5 separate regions of the Mus musculus genome follow, and all the other regions are linked to region 1. A link is a contact called in public HiChIP or PLAC-seq data. All regions are on one chromosome and are shown on one strand. The core of a region is the stretch at or near the end of the contact, and the rest is flanking DNA. Distances in the headings are between cores, read along the strand shown. Region 1 has its middle 8.3 kb from the start of Gm43568. Region 2 overlaps Gm46822 (a long non-coding RNA gene). Region 3 has its middle 28 kb from the start of Gm40139. Region 4 holds the start of 4933405D12Rik (RIKEN cDNA 4933405D12 gene). Region 5 has its middle 26 kb from the start of Gm4610.

Region 1 (6,122 bases), core at 1,357-3,856:
GTTTGTGAGCAAGTGAGCCAGACCACTGTGCAACCACTCTGTAATACCAACTGCATTTGAACAAGAGCCTGCGCTGCCACATAGGAGTGCTGGGACATGGAAAATGGGTGAGCAGAGGAGTTCATATGGATGGTTCTGTGCCACAACATGCATGTAAATAGGCATGCCTTCACCACCAAGTGGTAGTGCTAAAACACCACAGGTGTGAAAACAGTCATGCGTGTACAGCCATAGAGGCACCGGGACCCTGCAGGCATGCATACACGTGTTTCTATGCTGCCGTGTGGTGCTGCTGGGATATCATGTGGGTGCGCATGACAGGGGTGCACCACACGTGTCTCAGGCAACCCCATAGTGGTCCTATGACTTGGCCGGCTTAAGATCAGGAACGCTGAGGGCCCAGCACTGGAACAAAGCAGGGGTGTGAACAGGGATGCCCAGTCCAGTACTTTGTGGCACTGGGACACAGCTCTTGGGTGAGAAGGCAAGCCTGTGTCACCATGGGACAGCCCTGGATGACAGCACATTTGTGATCCAGAGTGGTGGTTTGAATAGGTGTGGCCCCATAGACTCTTATATTTGAAAGCTTGGCCCATGCTGAGTGGTACTATTAGGAGGTGTGGTCTTGTTTGAATGGGTGTGGCCTTGGAGTAGGTGTGGCCATGTTGATGGAAGAGTGTCACTGTGGGGGCAGGGCAGGCTTTGAGGTTTCCTAGACTCAAGCTCCACCCAGTGTGAAACAGTCTCTTCTGCTGCCTGAGAATCAAGGTGTAGAACTCCTGGCTCCTTCTGCACCATGCCTGCCTGGACACAGCCATGCTCCTGCCATGATGATAATAGACTGAACCTCTGAACCTGTAAGCCAGCCCCAATTAAATTTTATACTTTATAAGAGTTGCCTTGACCCGGGCGGTGGTGGCGCACGCCTTTAATCCCAGCACTTGGGAGGCAGAGGCAGGCAGATCTCTGTGGTCTACAGAGTGAGTTCCAGGACAGCCAGGGCTAAAAGAGAAACCCTGTCTCGAAAAAACAAACAAACAAAAAGAGTTGCCTTGGTTGTTGTGTCTGTTCACAACAATGAAACTCAAACTATGACAACAAATGAGCACAGGCTATATAACATGTTGGTCCGGCTAAGAACACATGTATGAACAAGCATGCACAGGCAAAAATGTAGTGGTACTGGGACATGGCATGTTTGCTACAGTCACTTGGCAGCCCCAGGGCATAGCAAATGAACAGGGCTGCCCAGGCTGTGACCTGGCACCACTGAAACGTGGCAAACATGCAGCAGGTACACCTGGGCTGCCACATGGCAGCTCGGTGTCCTGGCAGGCATTTGACAGGTTTGCCCAGGCCACTGCATGGTAGCAATGAAACACAACAGGCATGCAAACAGGCATAGTTAGGCCATCACAGGGCAGAGAAGGGACAGGGCAGGAATACACACAGATTGGGGAGCACTAGAACACAGCTGGAGTATAACAGGTGAGCATATCCCCCATGTGGCAACGCTAAAACATGGCCGCTCGTGAACACAAGATCCTGTGCCACCGCAGGGCAGCACTGAGATCTGGCTCCCGTGAGAACAGGTGAGTCCAGAACACGGCACGACACTACTGGGATGTGGTACACATTTGAACTCCAGTGGCTATTCTGCCACGGGGTGGTGCTGGGACTTGGCAGATGTGTACATAAGGAATTCTTCAACATGGTGGCACGGGGAAACAGCATGCATCCCAACAGGCATTATACTAAGACATGGCATGTGTGACAACAGGCATGCCTAGACCACCCCTTAGTGACCCTAGGACACAGCAGGCAGGCAAGTAGGCTACCCAGGTCACCATGTTGTAGCAATGGGACACAGCAGTCATGCAACATGCTTGCCCAGGGCATCACACTGGTGGCCTAGTAACACAGCAGACATGCAAACACAGCAGGCTATGAAGTGGCAGTGCTGGGACATAGCGGGCTTGCAGCCAGGCATTCCCACACCACCAAGTTGTGGCACAAAGATATAGTAGGTCTTAGTACAGATATACCAAAGCCCCCACATGTTGGCCCTGGGACTCAGCATGCATACAAACGAATGGCAGCATAAGAACACAGAGCGCATGTGAACAGGTGTGCCCAGACAGCCTAGTGGAACACAACACTAGAACACAGCAGGCATTCAAACCTGCATGCCCGGGTTTTGAGACATAGCCAAGTATGTAAACGAACATGTACAGACCACCAGGTGGCAGCACTGAGACACACCAGACATGTGAACAGGTAAACACAGGCCACCAGGTGGCAGCACTGGAACACAACAAACAAGTGACCAGGAATGCCCAGGCCATCACTTGGAGATTCTGGGTCCGTGGAAAGAGTGTCAATAGATGAGCTTGCTACCACGTAGAGGTGCTAGGAGGCAACTTGCAGGTGAACCTGATCCCCTACTTTGCAGTCCTGGAACAGAACATGGTTGTCAAATGCACTGCAACACAGCAGAACTGGTAGGTGAGATTCACGAATGTTTGGGCTTGCCCAGACTTTCACAGGACTGAGACTTGACAGGCTTGTGGACAAAGGTGCCTGTGCCAACACATGGTGTTGCTGGAACACTGCAGACTCCGGAACAAGTATACTCATGACGACCCCTGGTGGCACTGGGAAATGGTATGTGTCCCAACAGGTGACCCTAGGTTGACAATTGGAAGTTTGGGGACACAGCGTAATTAAGAACCGGAGTGACAGGCGGGTGAAATGGCTCAGTGGGTAAGAGCACCCGACTGCTCTTCCGAAGGTCCGGAGTTCAAATCCCAGCAACCACATGGTGGCTCACAACCATCCATAATGAGATCTGACTCCCTCTCTTCTGCAGTGTCTGAAGACAGCTACAGTGTACTTACATATAAATAAATAAATCTTAAAAAAAAAAAAAAAAAAGAACCGGATTGACGACCCCATTACTTGGTGACTCCTGGACAAGGCAGGTGTGTGAAAGTCTATTCTTGCGGTGTCCTGTGGCTGTCCCAGGGCATGGCATGTGTGCAGACAGGCCAGTCTAAACCACTCTTGTGTCCGTGCTAGAACCTGGCCGGTGTGTGAACAGCATGTACAACCCACTAAATGGCAGCACCGGGACACGGAGCATGTGCAAGCAGATGTGGTTAGGCCATCAGGTGGTGGCATGCAGGGAACATGGCAAACATGCAAACAGGCATGCACACAGTACTCCTGGAACATGGAAGGTGTAAAATCAGGTATACCCAGGTCACCAACTTGCAGCACAGGGACATGGCAGACATGAGAACAAGGGAACCCAAGCCATCACAATGCTAGAACACAGTTGTTGTGCAAACAGGAGAAGCTGTGTACTGAGAACTGAAGCGTCAAACTCTGATCCCGTCTGGTTATCACAAAGAATAACTTCACCTCTAAGCTAAGATGTATGGAACTGTCTGGAAAGTCTAAAATTCTTTTTATTTTCCTTAGAGGAATTTAAAGAAATTATTTTGTTTGAAGTGTTTGTAGATTATGCTGTCTTAGACATTACACTGCAGGGCTAATTACTGTCCTCAGAGATGGGATTAATATGCCTTTGTGACTGACCTGGCTCAAGTCCTTGAAGATGTTATCATCTAGATTGGGAAATTCCAGTGTACTGACGTATTCAAAAATAGACACAGATTTGGAAGGCCATACCCAAGACTCTCAAGAAACAGGAAACACATTAGCCTACATTGAAGGAAATTAAGTTATAAAGTTCAGAAATAATTTTAGGGTATGATACCTCTTGTTTTAAAGTCAGATAATTTGGCTTTTAATTTTAGTATTTATTGTGACAGGTGTGTACCATGGCACATCTGTGGAAGCCCAAAGACAACTTGTGGGAGCCGGTTCTCTCCTTCCACCTGCTGGCACCAGAGAGTGAACTTAAGTTCATGGCTTGGCAGCAAGCACCTTTAATTCCCTGAGCCATGTCACCTGCCCACAGCTAGGCATTTGCAACTACAAATACCGAGCCAGCAAAAGATGACTCAGCAGCTAAAGATGCCTGCTACCATGCCTGATAGCCTAACTCCAACTCCTAACTCCAACAGTTGTCCTTGGAATTGCATGTTGTGACATGCATATGCCACACAACACACACAATAAATTAATAAACACCCTAATTAATTAATAGAAATTTAAACTGTGGATCTTACTATTAAATGTGTGGAAACAGGATTCATGTTTGGCTGACGACCATCCTTTCCTACCGTGAGGAGAGGGGAGTAGCCCATAGGGCGCCCAGACATATTTACATGCAAAATACTCATACACACAAATTAGTTAATTTTAAAAAGTAACATGGACAGTGATAGGGAACACACCTGATGTCAACCTCTGGACCCAACATCAGCATATATGTGTTCACATAGACTCATATGTGTATGCATGTGTATTCCTGACAGCCACTCAGCAGCTCACAACTCACAGCTAGCTATAACTCCAGTTCCAGGGGATCTGACACCCTCTTCTGGCCTTGACAGACACATACATGGTGAAGAAACAGACATGTAGGCAGAACATCTGTATACACAAATTAATATATATATGGTAGATATATACACTATATATAAATATACATATACATGCACATATATATAGCTTGTCTGATGTAGTAGGGCACACCTTAATCTAAGCATTCAGGAGGCTGAGATGGGAAAATTCTGAGTTCTGAGCCAGCCTGAAACATCTAACTAAACTCTCACTAAACCACAGACACATCTAAAGCAAACCCGAGCAGGTCAAACAACACCCCCAACGCCATCTTAAGAATTCTCTAGTTAGACTCTAGTTCAGGATTACTGAGGGAGAATTAGAGCACTACCTCCCAAAGAATACACGAAACACTTAGCAATGGCCTCTAGAGATTGCCCAGTTTAAAAACCGAAGAACCCCAGAATTGCTGTCAAAAGAAATTCACTGCATCTCTAGGGCATGGGCTCCTCGCAGTGTCCAAGTTGGCTTTGTGAATATAATCAAATGCACTGCATCGTGTGATCTGTGCCATTTCTTCCCTCTGGACGCATCAGGCAAACCAGAACACTAAGAAAAGGTAATAAACAGATTTCTCTTTAACAATCTATGTGCACAAATTTTTTTATTTATTTACAATCTGTATGCAAAAAAATTTTTTTATTAATTTATTTATTCTTAATTATATGTATGCGTGTCTGTGACTGTGTGGGTTTCTGCATGTGAGTACCTGTGGAGGTTAGAGAGACTGGAGAGAGAGGGAGGGAGTTACAGGTCGTTTGTGAGCTGCCTGGTGTGAGTATGAGAATCAAACTCAGGGCCTCTATAGGTGCAGTAAGTGCTTTTAACCATTGAGCCTCCTCTTCAGTCCACATAAACAGGTTCTTTGTTTTGTTTTGTTTCCTCGGATTGCATGTTTGCCTACAAAGAACCGCTTGGCTGCCAGTTTTGCTGAGATGGAAAAAGGTCCCAGTAAAGAGACACCCTTTCTGCAGTGAACTCCAGAACAATGATCCCGGTCGGGGCTGTTCAAGCCACGCTAGCTGGCTTTCCCGTCGAGGAATCTTAGAAAGCCAAATGGCATGTGCGAGTTAATAAGCAGCAGTGAGAGCAGGTGGCGTGTCACCTTGAAGCTGGGCAGATTCTTAGGTCGCCAGAACACGGGAAGTCTCCAGGAGTGGCAGGACATCCGGCTGTTGTTATTCTTGGCCCTGCCCAGTGCAAGCAGAGAAAAGGCAGCTCGCTTATTAGGGGTATAAATAAAGGCTCAATTACCTCTTGCCGTGCTCTGGTGGCCAAGAACATTAATTAAGAGTCTGCTGTTCTGAGCCTGCAATTGCAACTGAACCCCTTAGGAACTTCCGGTCTTGCCCACTGCTGACCACTGAGTGCTTTGACTGTTTTAAGTTCCAAACAGAGCATCCCTGCCCCAGCCTGAAAAGAGTCAGTTTACTTTTTGACTCTTTTCCTGGGAGACTCAAGGGATAGTGTGTATTGAGTGAAAGTTGTATGCATTTGTGTTTGTTTGTTTGTTTGTTTGGGTAAATGCCCCTGGGAACTGTGTGTACTCTTAACGTTTAAACACAACACACTAAAGAATTAGAAATGCT
Region 2 (6,122 bases), core at 1,746-4,245, 440 kb after region 1:
TCATAACCATTTGGTCCATCCTTCCTTCCTTCTCCGGCTGGACTTTACGCCCCACAGAATGAAAACCATGTCTTTCTGCTTCTTGGCCCTGAGTAAGAGCTTAGCGAGAGGTACGGATGAATCAAGATCTTGTTAGAGGCCCCAGAGCTTTGTGATCTCAAATTCTGGTCTCTAAAAGACAAGACACTAATACACAAGAAATAAACACAAGCTATTGGAAAAGCCACGTACAGTTTCTGGAGATTAAGCTGAACATAATGTTTGGAATACATTACAAATAGAGGTGTTATTAGCAATAAAGCCATACTCAGAACCAATGGTTGACAGAAAGCAGGGGTCTGATCAACACTAGTAAAAGCACTGTGAATTAAAGTTCTTAGAGGGATGAGGGTGGGGTGGGATGGGGGAGGGGAAAAGCTACAAAAAGATTCTCTGAGGCCAAAGGACTAAACTTCTTTATTATGGAAAAGAGTAGAGTCCCTTCTGTGGCTTGTAGCCCAATGGGAAAGAGAGAGAGACAAAGAGAGAGAGAGAGAGAGAGAGACAAAGAGAGAGAGAGAGACAAAGAGAGAGAGACAGAGACAGAGAGACAGAGAGAGAGAGAGACAGAGAGAGAGAGGCAGAGAGACAGACAGACAGAGACAGAGAGAAACCTAATTGATTTTGTGTGAGTACCATCTTGAAATAAATATAGAAGCATGCCTCATCCAAAGGAAATGGTAGTTAAGCCAGTTGTTAAGAACAAAAGAATAATAGCAAGAGAGAGTGAGGAGGAAGGGGGTGGTGGAGGGTCTTGTAGATAGACAGACAAACTGGCAGGCTTCAGGAGGTATGCTGCTTGGTCAGAAGTGGAAAGTTGCAGGCCAGAGCCACAGTATCTTGGGCCACTTTAAATCCTTCCACTGTCCACCTCTACATCAGACTTAGCATCCTTGTGACTGTCGAAGTCTTCAAAATGTATTCCTAGGAAACTAGCGCTTTGCTTTCCACAGTCCACAAGCTAAGAATGTTATCAGATGGTGTCTGCAATCGAACAGTTTCCCCACTTGCTGTGCTCTACCTACCCGTGGGCCCCACTCATATATTCTGAAAGTCCTTTGATTTATGACTTTGATCTGTAACTAATGAATAACATCTCCCAAGAAACCTCTTCCACTGTGGAACACGGTATCTGAGAAGCCTGATCCTGGGCGGAGATCACTTATATTTGGCTCCAGAATAAAATCTTTTATTCCCTTCAAGGTGAGAGTTGTGAAGACTTTGTTTTTGTTTTGTTTGTTTGTTTGGTTTGGGGTTTTTTGTTTTGTTTTGTTTTTTTGTTTGTTTATTTTTTGTTTTTTTTTTTTTGCCAAGGGGGCAGTGTTCCTACGACCATTAATCATACCAAGTTCTGAAGCAGTGAGCAGCCATGGTTACATAAAACACCATCACCAAGAGTCGGGGCTCAGACAAAATTTGGGCCAAGAACGGTGAAGAAATGAACAAGGCAGGGCCGGCACTGCTCTGCAGGGCCCCTGGGCGAACTCAGCAGAACTCCTAATGAGGGTTATAAAGAAGGCCTTGTTTGGGGCTGTCAATTAACCTGAAGATCTGGGTGAGTGTTCCTGGCAACACATCTCTCTGGGTAGGAAGGCATGTAGGTTAAGAGTCTCTTGGGAAAAAAACAAACAACAAACAACAACAACAGCAACAACAAAACAATCCCAGCCTCCTCTCTCTGACTTGCTATTGATCATTTACAAAGCGGCCACCACCCTTCTTGCTGCTCTGACTGACCATAAACAGTTCTTTTTTTCTCCGTTGCTTTCTTGAAATGAAGTCGAATCATGTAATGGCAGGCCAGTGAATTCGTTGGTGTGAAGCCATAGTAACACTCATAAGGCTTCAAGCCTTTCTGGGGTCTGCAAGAGCCCTGAGAGGAAACATCTCTCTGACCTTGCCCTAAGCACCACCTCCTGTTTTATTTATCAGACCTTTGGATCTTAGCTGGACAAAGCCTATGCCTGCCCTCTCTGAGTTGGCCGAATCTGCTCCCAGAGGCACGGGCATTCTTAGTTAACTCCAAGAGTCTCAAGTCTCTCAAAGCTTTTGTGGATCTTTTTGTCTTGTTCTTCCATCTTGGCCTGTATCTTCTTGTCTTTTCACATCATGCAAAGGTCAACCGAGACAATGCATACTCCATGGATTTCTGGTGGAATTATGATGTCTCGGGACCCCATGAAAGCAGATGTACCTGCCCTTGGTACCCGGTTCAGTATCATTTCAGCTTTGTTATTCATCCTACCCTACCCAGCCAGTCCCAATGTTTGTTTCTTCCCAGCTTTGTGAGCGCTGCCACTGTTCCAGCCTCCCCGCTCCCTTGCTGTTGAAGGAATGCCATGCTTTTGTGCAGAGCCTGACTAGTAAGCACATGTAGTGTTGGCCCTCCTTCAATTGCTGCCTGTTTCTGCCATTCTTTCTCATTAAAGGAGAGTAAAGTGTGAATGTGGGCTGGAGACAGGCCTGGGGCTGTTAGGACCTGAGTCTGACCGTGGCTCTGGCATTAAGTTTCCTTTTGCCCTCAGGTTAGTGAGTGTGTGTGTGTGTGTGTGTGTGTGTGTGTGCATATTTTTGCTGGTTCTAATTAGTAGCTTATATTGTTTCTTGAGAGCATGTTAAATATTGCTGAAAATGCTAACTATTGAAAAAAAATCCTTAACCATATAGATGTGTTCTTTGGCAATTTCCAAATCCTTTTGTCTTTACCTGGTTTTGTAACGGCCAGGGCCAGCTATCTCCATTTACATTTGTCTGAGCACCTTCAACTAGCCAACTCACTTTTCCATAGCAAAATAGGATCATCAGGCACAGACATTCATTTATGGTGGCTGTTTGAACAATTCACCAGAAAATCCAAGAATGTGGTTATGAAAGCCAAGGCCTGTTGCCAAAGGGTGATTGTATATGTGTGCACTGCTGGTAGATCACGTGCTACGTTATGCAACATCTGACCGTTGATCCTTGGATGCCATCCAAAGAGTAGTTGGACGCCTAGAGAGCTGCTTATAGCTTTGGTGGGTACTAGACGCGTTTCCATTCTGTTTGTAAACAGTCTCTCTGCTGATATATCTGACAAGGCCCAGCTGGTCATCAGACCTGGTGATCTTGCTTATAGTGTCCAGGCAAAGTTCTCTAAACGGGCCAGGGAGGAGCCAGCTCCAAGTGTGCACTAGGAACGCTGGATGTTCCCAAGATCTCTATGGTATGCTGTAGGGCAGTGTGTTTTGAATGCAGCAACTTCAGCTTGCTCTGTTGGACTTGAACAAGCTAGGCAGCTCATTAAGAAAAAAAAAAAAAACCTTAGACATGTTACATTTAAGAGCATCACTTTGTGCAGAATGAAAGATCCATTTGTTATCAGATATCTCTCGGGATAAAGGCAGTTTGGAGAGTTCTACTCAACAATTTGGCAGGAAACAGAAGTGACATATAGAAAGATCCTGCTTGGAATCTTGTCAGCAGCTGATTTATTGGTTTGCATTCTATGATGGTTCATCTGCTATGATTGGCCAAGACTTAGCTACTTGTTAAAGAATGTATTCTCAAATTAGGTTACAGTTTGTCTGGGTATTTCTAAGTTATATTTTGCTACATGAGAAGGCAGCTTTGGGATAAGGGCAATGTGTCATTTGCTCCTCGGTTTTGAGAGACTGGTCAAAACCCTGTGCATCAGCACCAGTTTCTCTCAATTGTCAGAATGAATTCATTTGATTTCAGGATGGGGTATACATGGATTTATAATACCAAATTAATGATTCTATATGTTTTCTTCACATTTTTCCTATTTTTGTTCGTTTGGTCTTTTTTCAAGATAGAGTTTCTCTGTGTAGCCCCAGCTGTCCTGGAACTAACTCTCTCTCTCTCTCTCTCTCTCTCTCTCTCTCTCTCTCTCTCTCTCTCTCTCCTGTAGACCAGATGGACTCAAACTCACAGAGATCTGCCTGCCTCTGCCTCCCAAGTGCTGGGATTAAAGGCATACATCACCACGTCCAGTCATATTTTTTACCATCTTAATCATACAGACCATTATTTAACAAAGGATGGTGGTATACAAATCTTCAAGATTCTCAAGCTTGAATATAACATATCAGGGAGGCTGAGACAGGAGGATTGCCTCAAGGTGGAGGCCAGCTGGGGCTATATAGTGGGTTCCAGGACAACCTAAGCTACATAGTAAAATTCTATCTCACAGCATCTGCAAAACAACCAAAGTAAAATAAAGTAAAAATGAAGACTATTCCCCTACTGACGGAGTCTAACACACCTTCTTCTTTTCAAGGTTGGTACTAGTTTTGACTGTGGACAGCTGTGTGCTCTGATTATGGCAAATGCAATCATACACACAAACTGGCACTTTAGTCAGTGATAGGCCATGTATATGATGGTCTGGGAAGACTAGACTGGAGCTGGAAAACCCTTGGCACCCAGTGATCTCATAGTAAGTCTAAGATTGCAGCAGAAAACATTACTTACATATTTATGGTGATGCTGCTACAAACACCTCAACTCTGGGCCCATCAAATAAAAACAGAGAACCACAATTACGTAATGTACTAATACCTGAGAATGATAATAAATGACGGCATGACTGATTCATGCATGTGGTGTAATATCCTTTTTATTGTTGTTTTTGCTGATGCTGTTCTACATCAGAAAATAAAAAAAGCTTCCTGTAAAACAGTAGGCTACGTTAGCTCGGCGGCAGTCTTCCATGTCTCCTCTGTTGCAGATCTCTGGATCGCAATGTTCCCACCGTGCCTGATTTACTCTTTAATCACCATCAAGAGAGCAAGAGGAAGGATAGACTTGGAAGGAGAATTAAAAGCAGTAAGGACTACGGAGCTGGGAAATCAGAAATGGTTACTGAGTGCCAGTCAGTCATGTTCCATTCCATCCAAGTTATTGTCTTGATGAAAAACCAGTAAGAAAAATGGGAACCATTAACGGATCTGCTTCACAGAAGGCAACAGGACTGAGGGAAATCCCACCATGGCCTCTATCACTTAAGGAGAGGCTCCCAGTGATCGGGACTAAAGACCAGGCACAGAAGCACCATGGTAACCAGAACCAAAGCACAGAGGATGAGCTCACCGTTGAAAGAGAAGGCCAAGCAATGAGGCTGGGTTACTATTAACTCTGAGTGAATTATGAGGTTAAAAAAAAAAAGAATTATTCACTATGTAATATGCACAGAATGTCAAGTCTCTGAATACCAACATGAAGACAGTTAAACTTGGAAACTCTGGGTTAGGTGACTTCAGGGGAAAATGATTTACTAGAGCAAACATTTAACGTGTTCTGTTTTGGAAATGAATGCCTGATGGGACTTTCACCTTTAGGAGGGCATTGTCAGTGCTGGGTTTAAAGCTTCCAAAGACAGAATACAGTCTGGCTTGAGAGCACTGATGCAGGCTACAGGCTACAGGTTGAAACCTCTTGTGATCCACTGCCAGTGTGCAGCAGGAATAGCAAGTCTTGGTAACTCAGCTCTTTTCCCATGATGCTCTCTTGAATGGCCATGCCAGCAAAGTAGAGAAGCATTGCCTAGAAAAAGATCTCTCCGATGTTAATAATGTCCCCACACTTCCTCTTCTCCTCTTCCTTTGCTCCCTTATCCTCTTCCCCCTATCCCTTTTCCCCTCCCCCCCTCCACATGCTCATGGCTCTCTCTCTCCCGCTCTCCCTCCTTCCCTCCCTTCCCCTCCGTCTCTCTCCCTCCCTCTTTCTGCCTTTCTGTCTCTACTACCCCATCAACTTCCCTTCTCATGCCCTACATAAACTCTATTCTATACTAAAAATAAGAAATAAAAAAATGACCCCACACTTTGTCCCTTTGCTGGAACTCACATCACAATATCAAAGTTATACCCCTTCCACCCCCTCAAATACCACTCTCTGCTTTGCCCAAGCCATTGCTTGTAAAGACACAGATGCATTCTTGGGGGATTAAAACATCCACGAATGGATGGAAACTTACTTGGATTCGAGGTGCTATCATCAAGGAGTATAAGGATGGCATCTGAAAGAAGACAAGCGTTTTGCCCATGGTTTTAAATGGCTCACCAAGAATGAGGGGCTTGCAA
Region 3 (6,122 bases), core at 2,504-5,003, 290 kb after region 1:
GTTGAAGAATACTCTACCTTAAGACTTTAGGTAAGAGAAGGAGTTACAGAGACAAAGTTTGGAGCTGAGATGAAAGGATGGACCATGTAGAGACTGCCATATCCAGGGATCCACCCCATAATCAGCATCCAAACGCTGACACCATTGCATACCCTAGCAAGATTTTATTGAAAGGACTCAGGTGTAGCTATCTCTTGTGAGACTATGCCGGGGCCTAGCAAACACAGAAGTGGATGCTCACAGTCAGCTAATGGGTGGATCACAGGGCTCCCAATGGAGGAGCTAGAGAAAGAACCCAAGGAGCTAAAGGGATCTGCAACCCTATAGGTGGAACAACATTATGAACTAACCAGTACCCCGGAGCTCTTGACTCTAGCTGCATATGTAACAAAAGATGGCCTAATCGGCCATCACTGGAAAGAGAGGCCCATTGGACACGTAAACTTTGTATGCCCCAGTACAGGGGAACGCCAGGGCCAAAAAGGGGGAGTGGGTGGGTAGGGGAGTGGGGGTGGGTGGGTATGGGGGACTTTTGGTATAGCATTGGAAATGTAAATGAGCTAAATACCTAATAAAAAATGGAAGAAAAAAAAAGACTTTAGGTAAGAGCCGGGTGTGGTAATGCACACCTTTAATCCCAGCACTTGGGAGGCAGAGGCAGGCGGATTTCTGAGTTCGAGGCCAGCCTGGTCTACAAAGTGAGTTCCAGGACAGGGCTATACAGAGAAACCCTGTCTCAAAAAACAAACAAACAAAACAAAACAAAACAAAACAGACTTTAGGTAAGAATCAATAGTCTAGGTACTGACTTTCCAGCTTCCCTTGCAGCTAGAGTATACACATCTGACACTGTTTCTAACCATCGGGTAGATTTGGAACATGTCTTTGAATAGGGTAACAGACTAAAAAAAAAAATGTGCACATTGGCAGACTCCATTCTGATTAGAATAGATGTTGCTGCTATATATAGATTCAAGAAACAGTGTTTATTGTTCAGTAATACAGGTTGTGGTATCTGTGTCCAGCATATTGTGGTTATCATGAGGGTAGCCCTCAGCTTTCCTGAGACCCTTCTCTTACCTTTCCTCTCTAGAGTAGTAGCATTACATCATTATATTCTCAGTCTTTGGTATCATTCCATGTGGTTGACCAAATCTCCTAATTATCTCTAAGTATTGCCCTATACCCCATCACTACCAAATTACTTTAGGGTATCATTTGCATTCACCTGCACTATTGAAATAGGTTACTAGTGAATTTCTCTGCTTCTTGCCTTTTCCCTTCAATCTGATTTGCACTGCTGCTAGAATTGTCTTTCACAAATATGAAGTGGACCTTCATGAAGTTCCCTCTTTAAAGCTTTCCTGCACTTTTCCACTGCTTTCAGGATAAAATACAAACCCTTTGGCATGGTGGTAAGCTTTCATCTTGCACGGGACACATTGCTTTATATCTCTAGGCCTTTTATCACTATGATCTTGGAGACCACTGACAATTCCAGCCTCACCATCCTGACAGTAGTGATGTCCCAACAAGTGCTTCTGGTCCTGGCTGAGAGCCAAGACTGGGAGTTAATTAGAAGATATTCACCCCAAGAGGATGGAAGAGTGAACAGACCCCTAAATGCCCCCTTTCCTGTTTCCCTTCCTTATATCTGTGATGTCTGACATTGATGATGGGAAATGAAGAAAGATTCGTTTTTATTCTGGTTCATGGTTTCGGATGGTTTACCAGATGGTGGCTTGGCCCATGAGCTAGGACAGAACATCATGGTGATGAGACTATGTGGTAGATGAGCCTCTTCCCCTTGTACGGGGTGGGAAGCAGAGAACTCAGCAATGAAAAGGGATCATGAAAAAATAATTGAGCTCCTCAAAGACATGTCCCTAGTAACCAACTTCCTCCCACAAGGCAGGAAGTCCCCCTGCCTCCCAAGAACCTATTCCAAAGTTGAATCTATCAATAGGCAAAACCTCTCGTTAACCCAGAGTCCTCGTGATATGATCCTCCCTGGAAACACCCCCAAAGACATTTCTGGAGGTGTGCTTTCCTACCTCCTAAGTGTTTTATGCTGATTGGTGTTTGTCAACTTCACACAAGGTAGAGTTATCTGGAAGGAAGAAACTCAGCTGTGAAACTCTTCCCTCCAGATTGCCTGTGGGCAAACCTGCGGGGCATTTTCTTGATTGAAGATGGATGAGAAAGGGCACACCCACCTTTGGGTAGATAGTCCTGTGTTGTATAAGAAAGCAAGCTGGGCAAGACGTGAGGCGCAAGCCAGTAAGCACCATGCCTCCATGGCTTCTGCTTCAGTTCCTTCTTCCAGGCTCCGGCCTTGAGCTTCCCTCAGTGATGGAATTTGACCTGAGAGTTGTAAGATGACATAAACCCTTTTCTCCCCTAAGTGCTTTTGGTCATGGCATTTTAGGACTGCAATAGAAATCCTAAAAACAATATTTAACTCAATCAGGTTGACAGGATTAACAGTCAAATCATTGGCAACCTTCCTAACCCTTTAATACAGTTCCTCATGTTGTAATGACCCTCAACCTTAAAACTATCTTGTTGCAACTTCATAACTGTAATTTTGCTATTGTAATCAATCATTATGAATCATAATGTAAATATTGATGCATAGGATATCTTATATTTAACCCCCAAAGAGATCGTGACCCATCGTGACCAGTTGAAAACTGATGCTCTAGAGACTGTAAGGAAGTCTGTTTCCAGATAACTCTACCTTGTGTCAACTCGACAAAACCCAATCAGCACAAAATACATGGAAGACAGGAAAGCACTACTCTAGGTCTGTCTTTGAGGATAATATCGCAAGGACTCTGGTTTAATGAATGGCTTTGCCTATTGATAGATTCAAAATTTGAACAGGTCATTGGGAAGCAATGGAAATTCCTGCCTAGTGGGGGGGGGGGAAGCTGGTCACTAAGAACATGTCTCAGGGGAGTTCTAATTTTCCATGATCCTTTCTTGTCTCTTCCAGCCCCTCGTGACTGCCAGCACTCCTTGGTTTGTGGCTACATCACTCCAATCTTTGTTCTAGGACCACACTGTCTTCTGTCTATGTGAAATCTCCCTCTGCCTTTTATAAAGATATTTGTAATTACATAGAGAGGCTCCACCCAAACAACCCAGAATAACTCCTTCCTCTTGTGATCTTCTACCACAAAGGCCCTTTTGCCTATAAGGCAGCAGTCACAGTTTCCAGACATTATCAGCCTATCGCATGCATTGTTTAATGCTCATAAATATTGCCGGAGCCACATGCAGACTGCCCCATCTTCTGCTCATCCTCACTGTTGCTGGCACAGGTTCCTGTTGCTGCTCCCAGCTTCGGCTGCTCTTTTCCACTCTGTTTGACTTCTCTTTGATGATCCCTCAGCCATTAATAATTCTAACTTCCCGGTGACAACCTTTTGACTCTTAGTAAGTAGCAGGTTTACTTTTCCAAAGAAAAGCATGTAATTGTTTTGATGGTTAAATAACCTGGTAGATAATTAATGTGACAATTTAAAGCTGGTCTGTGTGAGGGGAGGGGAGTCTATTTCTTTTATCAGAACAGCACCTTGAGATATCAAGAAGATAAAGACAATTTCTCTAGGAAGTGTGGATTATGACTAATAAATCATAGTAGGGATGTATCTGCCTGGGAACCAGCTGTAATGATCTTACAGAGCACTCACTCCTGATGCCTGTCAGTGTCATGATGATTCAGTGCCACATGGGCTGGAACTATATTGCTCAACATGTTATACTGTGAGTGAAATCGGGTGTGTCTGTGGCCTGTGCACCTATCTCAGCTGGTAGCTAGATCGGGGTAGGAAGAGACAGAAATGCTCTTGTGTATCCTTTATCAGCCACGACACAAGGAAGTGTTGGACATAGGAAGGTTCCAGATCAACGTCTGACCGAATACTCATGTGGTCAGTTTTCCTTCTTAAAATGTTCAAACTACCACTAAGTTTGGAATTACAAGATGATTCATGTTAGCCACAAAGCATTATGTAGGCCCGGAAAATATACTAAAGAATCCTTCATCAAAAGAAATAAGTGATGGTGTGTGTCTATGTGTGTATGTGTCTACAGTAACTTTTGTTATTTATGTGTAGGGGGCACACACTACTCACACTTGTGGAAACCCAAGGAGAACTTCCAGAAATCTGTTCTCTCCTCTGCCTCGTGCTTCTCAGGGACTGAATTCATGGTAGCAGGCTTGGCAGCATACGCCTTTCGCCTTTTATCATGGAGCGGTCCTGCTGGCCTCCAGTGTGGTAACTGTACTGATCTCCACCATGATTCCCACTAGAAATATAAATCATCAAGTAAAAGGAAATGAATGCAATATCTAAAGTGGATATTTCAATGGACAGAGGGCAAAAAAAAAATCTGAAATCATATTAGCAATTACTTGGAAATTATGTGATACAAGTTGGTTCAAGTTGAAGAAAATCCAATTTCCAGAAACTCCCATTATTTTTGCACCTTCCCTCACAGCATTCTCAAATTTGAAATTAAGTGTTTAACTTATAGATGGCTGATTCTCACTTACAAAAGAAATACAAGTATTATGCAAATCACCTCGTATCCACACAACTTCCACAACTACACACTTACAACTCTGCAGCTTGCTACATATTCTCCATGAGTAGTTTGCTTAAAGCTCTTGATGCATCCCCTGCCCCTTTCCTGTTTCACTCGAAACATCTCAGCTTAAAGGAACGTGATAAATGGGGGGGGGGGGTCTTATCTTAACACAACAAGGCACCAGAATTGGTCCCGGTTGAAGGAATTTGTACTCTAATTGAGCAAAGATTATTCTTTCAACTCTCCTTTGATATTTGGCATTGGACCAAGGAGCCTAAAATTAGCTGCCTTTCGAATCCAGGTGTGGCTGAGTGGAAGCAATTCCATTTGCCCCAGGAAGTCACAGGAGTTGTTGAAATAGTTTAAGTGGGATTCTGGTCAAGGTGTTTGTTTGGGGCCACCTCTTGCTGCAGAAAATGAAAAGCCACCTTACCGCAGAGATGAAAGGGACCACTGAGAACATCACTTAGGAACTCTCCATCTTGCTGCTTAGGAGTGGTGGACATTTCCCAGCCTTGTTCTGCACCAACAGAATAGGGTCTTCCTTTCCCTTGTCTTAGTGACCCCTCAGAGGCCTTCTAGAGACTAGATGAGGGAGCGTGCAAGCATGCGCATGATTGCTTTTCCACATCACTATGGTGGTTTTGGAACATGTCTACCTATTCTTTAACCCTCCTTCCATCCACATGCGCCAAGCTTAGGGACTCACTCGTCGCCAGCGGAACACAGCAACACTATCACCTGCACTCTGTTCTCCCATCCTCACCAAGCTGAAACCTCAGACACTTCTTGCTGGCAGAAGACCACTCTCTCCAAAGGGACCTATGAAAGAAGCTAGACACCAACTCTTGCACTTAAAACTGTCACTAGTGTAGAGTGTGAAGGTCACTGGCTCACCCAAGCAATGAAATCCTCCACGCTGTCTCTGACGTGTAACTGCAATGATACCAGCAGGGTATCTTAGGGTTTCATTGCTGTGAAGAGACACCATGACCAAGGCAACTTTTATAAAGGGCAACATTTAATTGAGGCTGGCTTAGTTTCAGAGGTTCAGTCCATTATCATCATGATAGGAAGCATGGCAATGCCCAGGCAGATACGGTGCTGGAAGAGGTGAGAGTTCTACATCTAAATCTGAAGGCAGCCAGGAGGGGACTTTTCTGAACTGGGCAGAGCTTGAGCACTAAGACTTTAAGCCCCGCCCTCTCAGTGACACACTTCCTCCAACAAGGCCACACCTATTCCAACAAGGACACACTTCCTGATAGCATCACTCCCTGTGAACCAAACATTTAAACACATGAGTCTATCAGGACCAAACCTATTCAAGCCACTATAAAGGCAGGGCTGTGGTTCAGTATCTCCCTGAGGCTTGCAATGAGCCCAGAATTATCTGTGGGGAGGTAGGATGCTTGTCCTTCCTTGGCTATAGCCACCAGTCAATCATGTGTCAGACATCAAAGACACCAAAATGCACTGGAAAAATTCTCATTGCCATTCACAGATGAAGATGCACGTTTTCA
Region 4 (6,122 bases), core at 2,439-4,938, 290 kb before region 1:
AAGGGCTGTTTTTCAATAAAAGTTTACCAACATCAAATCTAGATTAGATGTGCTTTTCATGTAATATGAAATTGTTTTCTAAGCACTTCAAATTGTTAACAAAAAGAAAACCAGCTGGGCGCCTTTAATCCCAGCACTGGGTAGGCAGAGGCAGGTGGATCTTTCTGAGTTCAAGGCCAACCTGGTCTGCAAAGCTGTGTACAGGGCCACACAGTAAGACCCTGTCTCAGGAAACAAAATCAAATGTAAAAGCAAAAGCAAAATCCATTCTTGACTAAAAAGCCTTATAGCAGGTATCTGGCCCATGCCCAGCCTTGTTTTATTCCTGACTTCCAAACATAGCTTGTTCAGTGCCCAGTACTTGGAGCTCTTCACTTTCATCCTGTAACTCAAGGTTAATGCCTCCCTAACAAGTTCCTCCAAGACTTAAGCCAATTCAAATGCAACCATCAGAAGCTACTTCATGTTTAGAAACCAACTGTGAATTTACTAAGGAACTTACCAGCTTACTTTTTGCTTTGATGAGAACAAATTTGCAGCTTGCCTTGAAAAGCCCATTTATTTCTAGTTTACTAAAAAAAAAACATTCTCAGTTATCTATAGGAGTTGGAGCCTGCATGCTGTTCCTTTGTGGCAATTATAATTGTGTATTAACTGGACTTGAGTTCTTTGGAAAGAGCACTATTATAGAGAGAAATTATCACAAGAAATTGTCTTACACAAACCTCAGAAATCCATCATCTATCTATTTATCTATCTGTCTGTCTGTCTGTCTATCTGTCTATCTATGTCTATCCATCTACTGTAGGCTTGAAGCCTAGGGAAGTTTGAGTTCTAGTCCAAACCTCAGGGACTGGCCAGAGTCTGAGAACTCAGATCTGCAAGTACTGATGTCCGCGCAGAGCCCATTCCTGGAAGTAGCTGAAAGGCTGGCAACCTGGGCAACGGGGAAAGTAATGAAAAGGGCTGGAGTAGAGTTTATTAAATATAGCTGTACAGCTTCAGTGGACTTGAGAGGAATGAGAAACACTTTCAAGGGAGCTATTCTAAGGGGAGGGGTACACCACAGAGGCATTAAGGCAGTGGGTCATTGTCCCAGCTGGGGCCCATTTTGGTTAACTCCAAGGTCAGAATAGCCCTGCTTGGAGGCAGAGCTGTTCTCTGAGCCGGCTTGTCCCGCAGAGCCTACTCTGCTGTTGTGTTCTGAGGCCAGACTCCCTCAGCACAGCCTTCACTCGTCTCAGGATGGTATCCACACAAATAGATGTTCCAGCAGAGACATCTGCCTTCTCATCCATGTTCTAAAAGGGGTGGGGTGGGGTGACTGGTCTCACATCAGGGAGGCTTCCTTTACTATTTTCCCAGCATATCAGCTCCTATTCCTGAAACACAGACAGACCCAGGAATAATGTTTTGCCATCTGTCATGGATCCCTTAGCCCAAAGTGACCCAAAAATTCACCATCATACTAAGGTCTCCATCCTAGAAATGTCCAGTTAGCTGACAGCTGTGGTGGGCTGGCCTGGGGCTCAAGAGAATAAAGTACTTGTGTGACCTAATGGCAAGCTATTAACCTCCCCACTCTACCACCAGAGAATCTGACACAGTGTGAAACTAAATTCAGTGATTAAACATTTATTAGAGAAAATTAGTAAGCAGGTCCCAGAGTGTGGTGAACTCAAGAGTCACCTCGGCCCTGTGTGCTAATACGCATACTTCAGTTACACCTTGCACAAAAATTACCCAAGCAAATGCAACAGTATCTTAAGACAACTGTAAACAGTTCACCAAATAGTGTGAATTATAAGGGAGAAGAACACCCCCTCTGAGTATTTTAGACAGTTCTCATATACTGAATAGCACTAAAACCAACAGTAAAGAATTTCTAATCACCCAGGTCTTAAGATGACAAGGAACAGCTTCCAAAATGTTTCTAGTAGCTGCTTTGGGACTGTGGCCTTTCTGAGTAAGTGCTACCTATTCAACTCTAGATAATTATTTTATAATAGCATAGTTTTAAAACAATATTTGAGAAAGTAAGCTTCACAAAGATAACTTTTTTTTTTTACATACATTTATTTCCCATAAGTACTTAAGTTACAGACATTATTAAAAATATATATTATCTATCATTTAGCTACAATCATTACTTCAACCATGAAAAACAGGTTTTAAACATATGATAGTACTTTAGTGAGGTCAAGGGCTGAAGAAAAGGTTAGATAGAGGTGCCGAAGTCAGCTGCTGGAGTCCTCTTCATTCAAGAGTCTATAGTCGTTTTCAAGATTCACTCCAGAAGCCCCATTCTTGACTCAGCAAACCGGTCTGTAAAAACCAAATACTTGTTTCCTTCATCTGCTTATTTTGACATTTAGTGGGACGCTGAACATAGATACTGCTAGCCTATCCCTACATAATTTACACTATTGATAAGGAAAACTAAAGGCCTACATTATTAAGTCATGAATTTTCTACCCAGAGGTGAAAATGAGATCATTAAAAATAACTAAATAATAAATCACTGTTCTTGAAATGTCTATACCAAAATGACTTAACGAGTTTTTATCAAAAAACTGTTTATCTTTTCAAACCCCCCCCCCATTCTCTGCCTTCTAATTTGCCACAAAACCGAAAAAATGAGAGCCAAAGAAACCCAAGATACTCCATTCTTTGACAGATGTAGGACTGGGGATACTCTGGAAGATAATACGCGTTTATCTGCATAAGTTATGGACAAGTTAAGTTTACAAGGCTTGCTTTGGGCTAAGCATTTTAAGCAGGCGCACAACACTCAAATCACTTTAGATATAATCACATTTAACCTGTCATGCTCTATTTTTTATTACTTACGATATTTATTTACTTTTATTTTTATTAGTTTTTAGTAATTATTTTTTATTATTTACGATAGATCTAATTATGGGTATAGGTTTCTAACACTTAACAGTTCGTTTGTGGTGATGAAACAGACAAATATGGGAAGTCAAGTTTTCTCCACACTCCTCTTGCCACTGGGGTGTCAAGGAAATCCATTTTCGCTCTTCCAACTCCGCCATCTCTAGCTGCCGTCCCTCCCTCCCTCTCCGAGAAGACTGAAGCAGCCGCCAGCTTCCTAAGCTCTTCAACTCTGCAACTCAGGATACTCACCAGGGCAAGAGGTACACGAAGACGAACAAGGCCAGGTCGAAAAGGATGAAGAGCCAGAGATCCAGCCAGTAGGAGTGTTTCGGAAGCCCGTTCATCCCGGACTGAGGTGCCTCATCTTGGTTCCTCCTTCCAGCTTCGAACGAGCCCCTCCGTTCCCGGACACCGTCGGTACCAGACGCCGCCTGGCTCACCTCCATCTCCGCGTCGTTTCACTTCCGCGCAACTGAGACCAAACCTGAAGACCGCTTCGCGCCCAGTCTAGCAACCAATTCCGGGTAACCCCGCCAATCGACTAGGCGCCCCGCCCCCGCCGCCGCGCCCCGCCCCGCCCCCGCGTCCCCGCCTTCCGGACTGCGCAGGCGTCCTCCCTTTCTAGGAATTCGCCTTCTTCGGCATTCCCGGGAACGCGCAGACTCCGCTGGGCCGGCTGCTCTTGGCGCAGGCGCTCTGTTCCACCACCCCTCCTCGCCCCCCGAACTTGGCGAAGGTGTCTGCCCCGCCTCCCCGACCGCACGCATGCGCTCTGTGCCCCGCCCCGTTGCTTCCTGGTGGGGTGTCCCCTTGCGGTGTTCAGAGGTGGTTTCTAAGGTGCAGGTGAGCTCTCTCACGTAGCTCAAACGCTGCCTTGCAGGGTGCATTACTGGTTCTCCCGGTTTCTGGGATGAAAACTGTCTCAACTCCTTTTCTCTGAGATGATGCCAGAACTTCAGGAACCGCCTCAAAGGATTCCAGCCTTGCCCACCCACAAAAGTAGTCTTTTTATAAACATGAGCGTGTGGGGGGATGTTTTTCTTTCTTCCTCCCTTCTTCCTTCCTTCCTTCCTTCCTTCCTTCCTTCCTTCCTTTCCTTCCTTCCTTCCTTCCTTCCTTCCTTCCCTTCCTTCCTTCCTTCCTCCCTCCCTCCCTCCCTCCCTCCCTCCCTCTCTCTCTTTCTTTCTTTCTTCCTTCCTTTTAAAAAACTAGATCGTGAGATTCTCTGATAATAACTTTGGAGACGACAACATTGTGTGACAATGTAAAAAGGTTGGCAGACCCCGTAGAATCATCTCTCCAATACACGTAAACTTTTTGGTTTCTTACATGTTTGGGAAGTGTGTACAGTTTGAGAACTTTGGATGATTTTGTACAGACTTGAGCGATTTGCTCATAATTTTTGAAACAGTTTTGATGAGGTGGACGTTGTAAGGGTCCATGATTCGCTGAAGAATGATACTCCAGACTCAAGTAGTTTGTAAACACACAGAGTGTTTTATTTTGTCGAAGTCCAGCATGCTGGAGTCTCCCATTACCAAGTATGCTCGCTGCACATTGGGGGAATTCTCGGATAGATGGGCTTTGTCTTACTCTTATCTCGGGCATTCCAGAAGCATAACCTTGGTGTGGTGGCTAGAAACTTGCCTGAGGAATCCTGGGGTAGGTGGCCTTATCTACTCTCTCTTAAGGACATTCTGAAACTATTGCCTGGGTGTGAGGGCTGAAAACCCATTGTCCTTGCTTCAGGCCAGGTTGGGTTTTTTTTTTTTGGGGGGGGGGGGGTCGTTTCTGATGGTAGGGCACTTTCTGACTAGCTGCCTGAAGCCTAGGATTTTAGGCCTAATCCCAGGAACTGCCAATTAGAAGTCTGTCATGGAATTAGCCTGTCTCAATTACAGTCACGAATTTTCAGAAGGCTCAGATAAGGTAAAGCGTGGAATTTACATAGGTATTTCATGGGAGTATTTTAATAAGCCACTCAACTCTATGTCAGAATATCCTGTAACCATTAGATAAAAACCTGTTGGAGTCTACTAACTTAGCAGCCCACTAACTTATACCAACCAAGTAGCCCTGATAGCATCGTGGGCTTACAGAAGAGCTTTCTCCTTTCCTAAATCAGCCTTTCTAAAGTACCCACCAGTGTATTTTGGGCTTGCCTTGTTTTATTACTTTCTTGGTTCTGTGAAGCAATTTTAAAAACTTCACGAAACTGTTTCCATGTGGGAATATGGAATTGGGTAACAGATATAGATCTGTGTCCCCATGGCCATTCAGGGTGGCTCCTGAATAAACTGTCTCTTTCTTTTAAGATGAGAGCTGTAGTTTTTGCATGGACAATACGAAAGTTGGTTATGGATTTAGAAAATTAGGGAACAAAAATAACAAATTATCTAAGGTTACTAAAATAACCAAAAAGTGAACTTTAATTTCAATATCTTAATGCTATTGTTGTGTCAGCTAGCTAACTGGGCTTCAGTTCACTAGTAGGTCATACAGACAAAGATAGCATGCAGCTGTAAAGAAGAACACTGTATCCTTTGCCTTGCAGGTTGCAAGAATGAGAGCCATTTCCTGGGGATTAATCAGATTGTGTGTTAAGGTTCAAAGCTCTCCACACAAACCACTTAGACTCCAGTCTCAGTTAAGCAAGAATAGTTTATTGAACACACACCCCGAAGACTGATTGATCAGGGTTGAAGCCTCCGCTCGGGAGCTAAGACTGGACCTTGAACATACAAGGGCCAGCTTATAATGGAAAAAGAAAAACAGTAAACACATACACAGCATGGCAGGGAGGTTGGCTCTGACTCGGGCTCTTTTGGCTGTCTAGACAGAACCGTTCTGACTGACCTTTGTTCTGGTTCGTCCTAAGCTTTGTTCTGATTGGAGCTTATGATTGTAGAATTTCTTAAGATTTCAAAAAAAAATCTTAAGAAAATACAGAACGTTGCATGGTATGTGGGCAGCATGACCCTGCTCTGAGCTATGCTATTTTTCTGCATCAATAACTGGCAGGCATGGGACAAAAAGGCTAGGGCTATGCTGGGGGAGCAGGCTTCAGCAGCTTGCTGTAGACAGATTTCTCTCCCTTTGTGGGTTAGAAGTTCCCTGCATCGAATTAACATTGAGTGTTTACAATACTTAAGAAAAATAAATGGAACTGTTGATTCTTTCAGAGGTAGATCATATGTCCACTGGCAAGGTAAGACCACTTTCTA
Region 5 (6,122 bases), core at 2,023-4,522, 270 kb after region 1:
TAAGGATCAGCGCTTTTTCTCTAGAGGACTACATGCTCTAAAAGCACTGTTAAAATGGTCCCTTGTTTATGTAAACTATAACATGCTACCAAGGAAGAGCTGTGGTCAGCTGGGCCTTGTGGAACAAGTCTGAGATCTGCATAAGATACAGAGAGAGTTCAAGGTCATTTTGAAAAACTTGGTGAGAATCTGGCTAGCCCCAAGATATATATAGAGAGATGTGTAAATACATGTTGATATAAAGTCTTGAGAGATAGTTCAATGATGGAGCACTTGACTGGCATTATACAGAATCCTAGGTTAAAAAAAAAATGGTAGTAGCCAAATTTTCTTCAAGATTTAAGCACAACTATTGAAAGCCTAACACTTGGCTGCCTTCCTATGGATTCTGTAGGCAGAACAAAGGAGAGCATTCTTGCCACCAGAAGTATGGGCTGTCTCTGCGAGTGGGTAGCAAGACCATGAAACTGGAAAGCTTCTGTAAGGCAAGGACCAATGTCCTTTGAAATGCCATTTGTCAAAAGCAGCAACCTACATAATGGGTAATATTTTTTCCAGCCACATATCTGATAGAAGTCTAATATCCAAATTATAAAGAATAAAAAAAACTAAATATCAAGAAAAAAATAACCCAATTAAAAATCGTGTACAGCTCTAAACAGAATACTCAAGAGAAGAAACAGAAATGACTGAGAAACACTTAAATGTTCAACATCCTTAGTTATCAGGGAAATGAAAATCAAAACTACTTTGCGATTTCATCTTACGACCTTCAGAATGTCTATAAGTACCAACAAATGACAGCTCATGTTGGTTAGGATGCAGAGCGCAAACTTATACAACCACTATTAAATCAGTGGGTGGTTCCTCAGGGAGGTGAGAATTGATCTAACTCACAATCCAGCTATACTCTTCTTAGACACATATCTGAAGGATGCTTCATCCTACCACAGAGACCCTTGCTCAACCACGTTTATTGCTGCTCTATTCATAGTAGCCAGAAATTAGAAACAGCACAGAAATGTGAAGGTAAATGGGATGTAACTAGAAATGAGCATCCTTAGTGAGGTAACCTGGACCCAGAAAAAGAAATACAGTGTATTCACTTATATGAAAACATTAGCTATTGAGTCAATGATAACCAAACTACAAGCCATAGAACCAGAGAGCTTAAGTATGGAGTGAGGAACTAGGAGGGGCAGATAGATCTTGTTAAGAAAGAGAATACATGGTATGGATGGGGAGGGAGGAGCTGGAATGGAAGGACCAAATGGGAAGGGGGAAGGGAGGAACGAAGGAGGGGTGGGGGTTTGAAGAGATGTGGACCCCGTAGAATCATGTGTTTTAATGTCTAACCCATAGGCAGTGGCACTATTCCAAGGTGTGACTGTGTTGGAGTAGGCGTGGCCTTGTTGAAGGAAGTACATCACTCTAGGGATGGGATTGGAAGTCTCCTATGCTCAAGCTGTGGCCAGTGTGGTTCACAGTCTCCTTCTGCTGCCTGTGAATCAAGATGTAGAAGTCTCAGCTCCTCCAGCACCATGTCTACCTGCATACTGCCATGCTTCCCAACATCACGAGAAGAGACTAAACCTCTGAAACTGTAAGCCAGCACCAACTAAATGTTTTCCTTTATAAGTGTTGCAGTGGTCATGGTACATCTTCACAGCAACAAAATTCTAAGATAGAGGGAATACAGGGAGACACAGCTAAAATTAAGGGCCATTTGAGGGGCAGGGAAACCTAATACAATAAAAGTTTCCTACAATACATATACATGTGAAGGTGATCTAAATGAAGTTGCCAAAAATGGGGGAGACAGAACCCCAACTGGACATCTCTCACCACCAAATGATGCTTCTACTACTGGAAATAGGTTATATCTAGTTAGGTTGTTGGCCAAAGAGGTCCCATGGGAAAACCTAAACACTCCAGACCATCAGACTATGGGTTGCTATCCATAAACTGATGGGATGGCCCCATTGCTGAAGACAACACCTATACTCCTCATTGAACATGAAGAGAGAGGTGGTGTCTACATAGAGCTTTCAACCCTATGTGCTAGCATCTTTGTTACAGGACAGCAACTCTGCAAACTACCAATGAAGAAACGTAAACACCAACCTAGCCATAGGCCCTTAGATCTACAATGGTGTCCTGCCTACAAGATATGTTAATGCTATCGTGACACAAAGCTTCAGAGAGTAACCAGCCAGGCTTTGAGTTGACTCAACCCACTCCAAGAGGTAGATTCCATATCTGACTCTGTTTGGGTGGCAAGGAACCTGAGACTAGGTAGCCCAGGAACCTAGAGTAAAACCAAACACTACTGTTCTACTGAAGAATATAGCAATAAACATAAAAATAAAGAATGACTCCTAATGACATCCTGCTATACTCATAGATCAGTGTCTTGCTCAGCCTCCTGCAGCAGATGGGGACAAATGCAGAGATCCATAGCCAGGCAATACTCAGAGAGTGAGAGACCTTGGAACTCTAAGCCTAAACAGGATGTCCCCATCAAATCCCTCCTCTCAGGGCTAGGGAACCCTATGGGAGGATGATAGAGAGAGGATAAGAGTGGGTCTCTATGTCTGTATTTTTTTGTTTTATTATGTGATAGTTTTATCTTATTATATTTCATTATTTTCCCTTATTAACCTGTTTGTTTTCTACTGAGAGACAAAAATGGTTGGATCTGGATGGGCAGAGAGGTGGGGAGGAACTGACGGGAGTAGAGGGAGGAGAAACCGTAATCAGGATACATTATGTGAGAAAAAAGTGTATTTTCAACAACAACAACAGCAACAACAAAAACATAATTAAGACACCAAACTACTTACTTAAAAAAAAAAGCCAAATATTTCCCTAAACCACATAAAAAGGAACCCACATATATGCAGGGAAATGGTGGGATTAGCTTGTGCACTATGCTAGCACAAATAAAAATATTCAGCAATGGTGACTGGAGGGCGGACAAGGAGATGGTAGTTAATGGACCCAGGGTTTTCTGTGTGCTTACTCAGCTCTGAGCCCTTCACAGTTAGGGATTTCAGCTCCGAGCCCTTCACAGTTAGGGATTTCAGCTCCAGGCCCTTCACAGTTAGGGATTTCAGCTCCCAGACCACCACAGTTAGGGATTCTGCTCACAGCAGGCTTATAGAAGGAAGGTTACTCAACTTTATGGCTGACAAAGCAGAGACACAGGCAGTTGAGTAATTGTCCAGACAGGCTGCGAATCCAAACCACTTCACCACGATCCCTGTTGTGTGAGAGGTGAGAGGAGGGAGAGAAAGGGGAGGAGCCCTGCTGGCTGCACTCAGGCTTCATGGCTGAGGCTGGAGCGCTGGATGATACAACTAAAAATAGAAACTGGATCAGACCAAGGATTCTTATATGCCATGATACAGTCTGAATCTTTTTTTCTACAGAATCTTCTGGAACTGGTCAGAATGCAAATTCCTGACCTTTTCCCTTCGTCCATAAATCAGAAAGTTTGGATTCTAAAAGGCTTCTCTGTAGGCCAGTGGTTCCCAGCCTTCCTAATGCTGTGACATTTAACACAATTCCTCACGTTGTGGTGACCCCAACCATAAAATATTTTGTTGCTACTTCATAACTGTAATTTTGCTACTGCTGTGAATTGTAATGTAAACAGCTGGCATGCAGGATATCTGCTAATCCCTTGAAAGGATTGTTCAACCCTTCCTTGGGGGGTTGTGACTCGAAGGTTGAGACCCTCTCCTCTTGACCCTTTTACACACTTAAGACTGAGAGCCGCTGCTGTCAGCTATATAGACACATTAGTATTTTGAAGTCAGGGAGACAGAGCTACAGGTGAATTTATTTTCCAGAAAGCAATGGACTGGAGAGGGCAAAGCCTTAACACAGATGCTCAATACAGAGTTTTCTGTGCTGTCCAGTGCTGGTGAGAGTCTCAACCAGGGAAATACCAGTATACTAGGCTAAGCAGTGTGTGCTTCCCCCTACACACACACACACACACACACACACACACACACACACACACACATACACTGCTTAGGAATTCACGTCTGTCTAGAACTTGAGAATGCAGGCTTCTGTGGCCACGGGCTTGTGCGGATGTTAACATGAGGTCACAGTGCATTAGGGCAAGCTTAATAGTGTCTTTGTGGCAGAGACAAGGAAATGTGGATGGAAGCAGACACTGAGAGATGTATAGAAAAGGAGTCATGTGCCAAAATAAAGCAGAATAAAACAAAAAGTCCACAAAAATGCCACTGGGGTCCTTTGTGTCGCCCAACAACTCTTGGGCATGGGGCCTGACCTGAAGTGTGATTGATATACCAGTGAAGTTTTGAGGTTTTGTTTTGCTTTTTTCTTTTTTAAATTGTGGTTGGGGGTTGTTTTGGTTTTGTGTCTGTGTCTGTGGTGTGTGTGTGTGTGTGTCTGTCTGTCTGTCTGTCTGTCTGTTTTACCTCCTTTTTTGTGTGTGTCTTATTTTTTAAAAGAAAAAGAACATAAAGCTGCTTGGGTAGGGAGGTGGGAGGACCCGTGAGGAGTTGGGGGAGGGAAAAACATCTTCAAAACATATCATATGACAATATTTTTAATTAAAATTAAAATATTATATTTAAAAAAAATCAAAGATGATGGGGCAAGTTGGGCAATTCGGTCACACGCCTTGGAGGGCCACATGGTGCCTCCTTCCAGGAGCAAGCAGAGACTGAGAGCATCTTCCCTCAGAGACTCCAGGAGTCAGCCTTGCTCATAGCTTGACACTTTCGAGCTTTTCTGGCTCTTGAGGTGTGAGACCAGATGTATTTGATGTGATTTGCCCTCCAGATGTTCATGGGGTGATAGGACCCTTGAAGAAGAACAGCTTTGTGGTAGGCTGCTAGGTCCCTGGAGACGCTGTTCTCCTAGAGTGAGTTCTCACAAGGGCAAGCTGTTATAATAGTGGAACCTGGCCAAGGTCTCCGTGGGGCTCCCTGTCTAGTCATGCTATGTCTTGCTGACACAGGTATTCTATTATGATAGCATCAATCCTTGGGTCTGCACCAGAGACCAAACCAATGGGGGTTACATGGTTTTTGAGCCTCCAAAACTGTAAGGTAAACAACACTTGTTTTCTTTATAAGGTTACCCAGCATCAGGTATTCCAGTCAGCATTGGGCAACAACATCAGACTACCACAATAAATTTCTGTTGCGTTAACTCATCGAGTTTGTGTTAATTTTTCTGAGGAAGCTCAAGAAAATTAAGGCAGTTTTATCAAGTGGCAAAATTCGGAAGACATCAGACTGGGTAGAAAGTAAAGTGTGAGCAGTGACCACTCGGAAGCTTAGAGTGTGAGGTCAGTGATGTGGCTGTACAGAGTATAGGGCATATATTTGAATTAAAAAGACTGGAATTTAGTTTAAACTTTGGCACCCACCTATGATAAGACTGTAGCATCTTAGTTTCCTTGACTTCAAAGTAGGGACAAGATGGATGACCTTAGAGTAGTAAGCAGACTGAATGATATCCTTTAAGGAAATCTGCTCATTTCCAAACATGGAAATTAAGAACTGAAATACAGAAAAACTTATCTAACAGGCATCCCCAAGCCATAATCACAACCTTAACCCACCAAGAGCCCACCCTGTAGGCCTGCAGGCTGCCAACGGAGTGAAACTTGGGCTTGAGCTCAGCCTCCTCCTCCTCCTCCTCCTCCTCCTCCTCCTCCTCCTCCTCCTCCTCCTCCTCCTCCTCCTCCCCCTGCTGGTACCAGCACCAAGGATGAGCTGAGCCAGGAAGGAATGCACTGGGGCTAAGCAGAGCTGGCCTCGGGTCAGAGATGAGGCTGCCAGGCACCAGATCTCTCACAGTGGTTAGCAGCTTCTCCAACGGTGCCAGTGAAGTGTACCTCTGCAGGGTTGGGCTGGGCAGGGTAGATCAGCAGCTAAGTGCAAACAGCCTGGTGAGCTCTGCTGGAGTCTGGAGTTATGTGCAGCTGTGAAGAGCCAGTCCTGGTCCCAGGTTGGGAGAGGTAGAGGGAGAGTAGCCACCCAAGGTGGCAGACTAGATGCAGACTTTCTGGTCAAGTTGAAACTTAAGACAACAGAGAATTCCTATTCGAAGTAACTATTGAAAAGGTC

The links. HiChIP or PLAC-seq counts read pairs in DNA pulled down with a chosen protein or histone mark.
Region 2: a CTCF HiChIP or PLAC-seq map of the NIH/3T3 cell line shows a contact between it and region 1, with 7 read pairs. The contact joins two enhancer-like sites. A contact is called at or near these places in 3 of 15 datasets of contacts at CTCF or cohesin (the NIH/3T3 cell line, large pre-B cells and pro-B cells), 10 of 484 Hi-C or Micro-C datasets (B cells, CD4 T cells, cardiomyocytes and 6 more), 8 of 115 datasets of contacts at active chromatin or transcription factors (the NIH/3T3 cell line, astrocytes, differentiating embryonic stem cells and 4 more) and 1 of 9 other capture datasets (embryonic stem cells).
Region 3: a CTCF HiChIP or PLAC-seq map of the NIH/3T3 cell line shows a contact between it and region 1, with 7 read pairs. The contact joins two enhancer-like sites. A contact is called at or near these places in 1 of 39 promoter capture datasets (embryonic stem cells), 2 of 15 datasets of contacts at CTCF or cohesin (the NIH/3T3 cell line and embryonic stem cells), 7 of 115 datasets of contacts at active chromatin or transcription factors (craniofacial prominence, embryonic basal ganglia, embryonic limb bud and 4 more) and 1 of 9 other capture datasets (embryonic stem cells).
Region 4: a FOXA1 HiChIP or PLAC-seq map of pancreatic cancer cells shows a contact between it and region 1. The contact joins the promoter of 4933405D12Rik here to the enhancer-like site in region 1. A contact is called at or near these places in 6 of 39 promoter capture datasets (the C10 cell line, the HPC-7 cell line, cranial neural crest and 3 more), 5 of 484 Hi-C or Micro-C datasets (cranial neural crest, embryonic stem cells, epidermal suprabasal cells and 1 more), 12 of 115 datasets of contacts at active chromatin or transcription factors (the 230-238 cell line, astrocytes, craniofacial prominence and 5 more) and 2 of 9 other capture datasets (adipose tissue and liver).
Region 5: a FOXA1 HiChIP or PLAC-seq map of pancreatic cancer cells shows a contact between it and region 1. The contact joins two enhancer-like sites. A contact is called at or near these places in 1 of 15 datasets of contacts at CTCF or cohesin (the NIH/3T3 cell line), 2 of 115 datasets of contacts at active chromatin or transcription factors (acute myeloid leukemia and pancreatic cancer cells) and 1 of 9 other capture datasets (embryonic stem cells).

What each region holds. Positions count from the first base shown.
Region 1 is chr3:122,634,990-122,641,111 of GRCm38.p6, reverse strand. No RefSeq gene overlaps it. Among named protein-coding and RNA genes, the nearest start is that of Gm43568, 8.3 kb to the right of the region's middle. Within about 2 kb of position 2,606, at least 31 of the 459 cell types and tissues checked have an H3K27ac peak or open chromatin away from gene starts, as enhancers often do. A contact at or near this core is called in the NIH/3T3 cell line, epiblast stem cells and pancreatic cancer cells, where this site is marked.
Region 2 is chr3:122,196,099-122,202,220 of GRCm38.p6, reverse strand. Gm46822 (a long non-coding RNA gene) reads left to right here. Exons shown (of 6, transcript XR_001783970.1): 6 at 4,769-4,815. Among named protein-coding and RNA genes, the nearest start is that of Gm40137, 12 kb to the left of the region's middle. Within about 2 kb of position 2,995, at least 83 of the 459 cell types and tissues checked have an H3K27ac peak or open chromatin away from gene starts, as enhancers often do. A contact at or near this core is called in the NIH/3T3 cell line and pancreatic cancer cells, where this site is marked.
Region 3 is chr3:122,346,507-122,352,628 of GRCm38.p6, reverse strand. No RefSeq gene overlaps it. Among named protein-coding and RNA genes, the nearest start is that of Gm40139, 28 kb to the right of the region's middle. Within about 2 kb of position 3,753, at least 53 of the 459 cell types and tissues checked have an H3K27ac peak or open chromatin away from gene starts, as enhancers often do. A contact at or near this core is called in the NIH/3T3 cell line and pancreatic cancer cells, where this site is marked.
Region 4 is chr3:122,921,682-122,927,803 of GRCm38.p6, reverse strand. It overlaps 4933405D12Rik (RIKEN cDNA 4933405D12 gene), which reads left to right and starts at 3,688. Exons shown (of 6, transcript NR_046036.1): 1 at 3,688-3,741. It overlaps 1810037I17Rik (RIKEN cDNA 1810037I17 gene), which reads right to left and starts at 3,407. Exons shown (of 2, transcript NM_024461.2): 1 at 3,148-3,407; 2 at 1,610-2,325. The coding sequence starts at 3,344. The coding sequence ends at 2,325.
Region 5 is chr3:122,362,676-122,368,797 of GRCm38.p6, reverse strand. No RefSeq gene overlaps it. Among named protein-coding and RNA genes, the nearest start is that of Gm4610, 26 kb to the left of the region's middle. Within about 2 kb of position 3,272, at least 103 of the 459 cell types and tissues checked have an H3K27ac peak or open chromatin away from gene starts, as enhancers often do. A contact at or near this core is called in the NIH/3T3 cell line and pancreatic cancer cells, where this site is marked.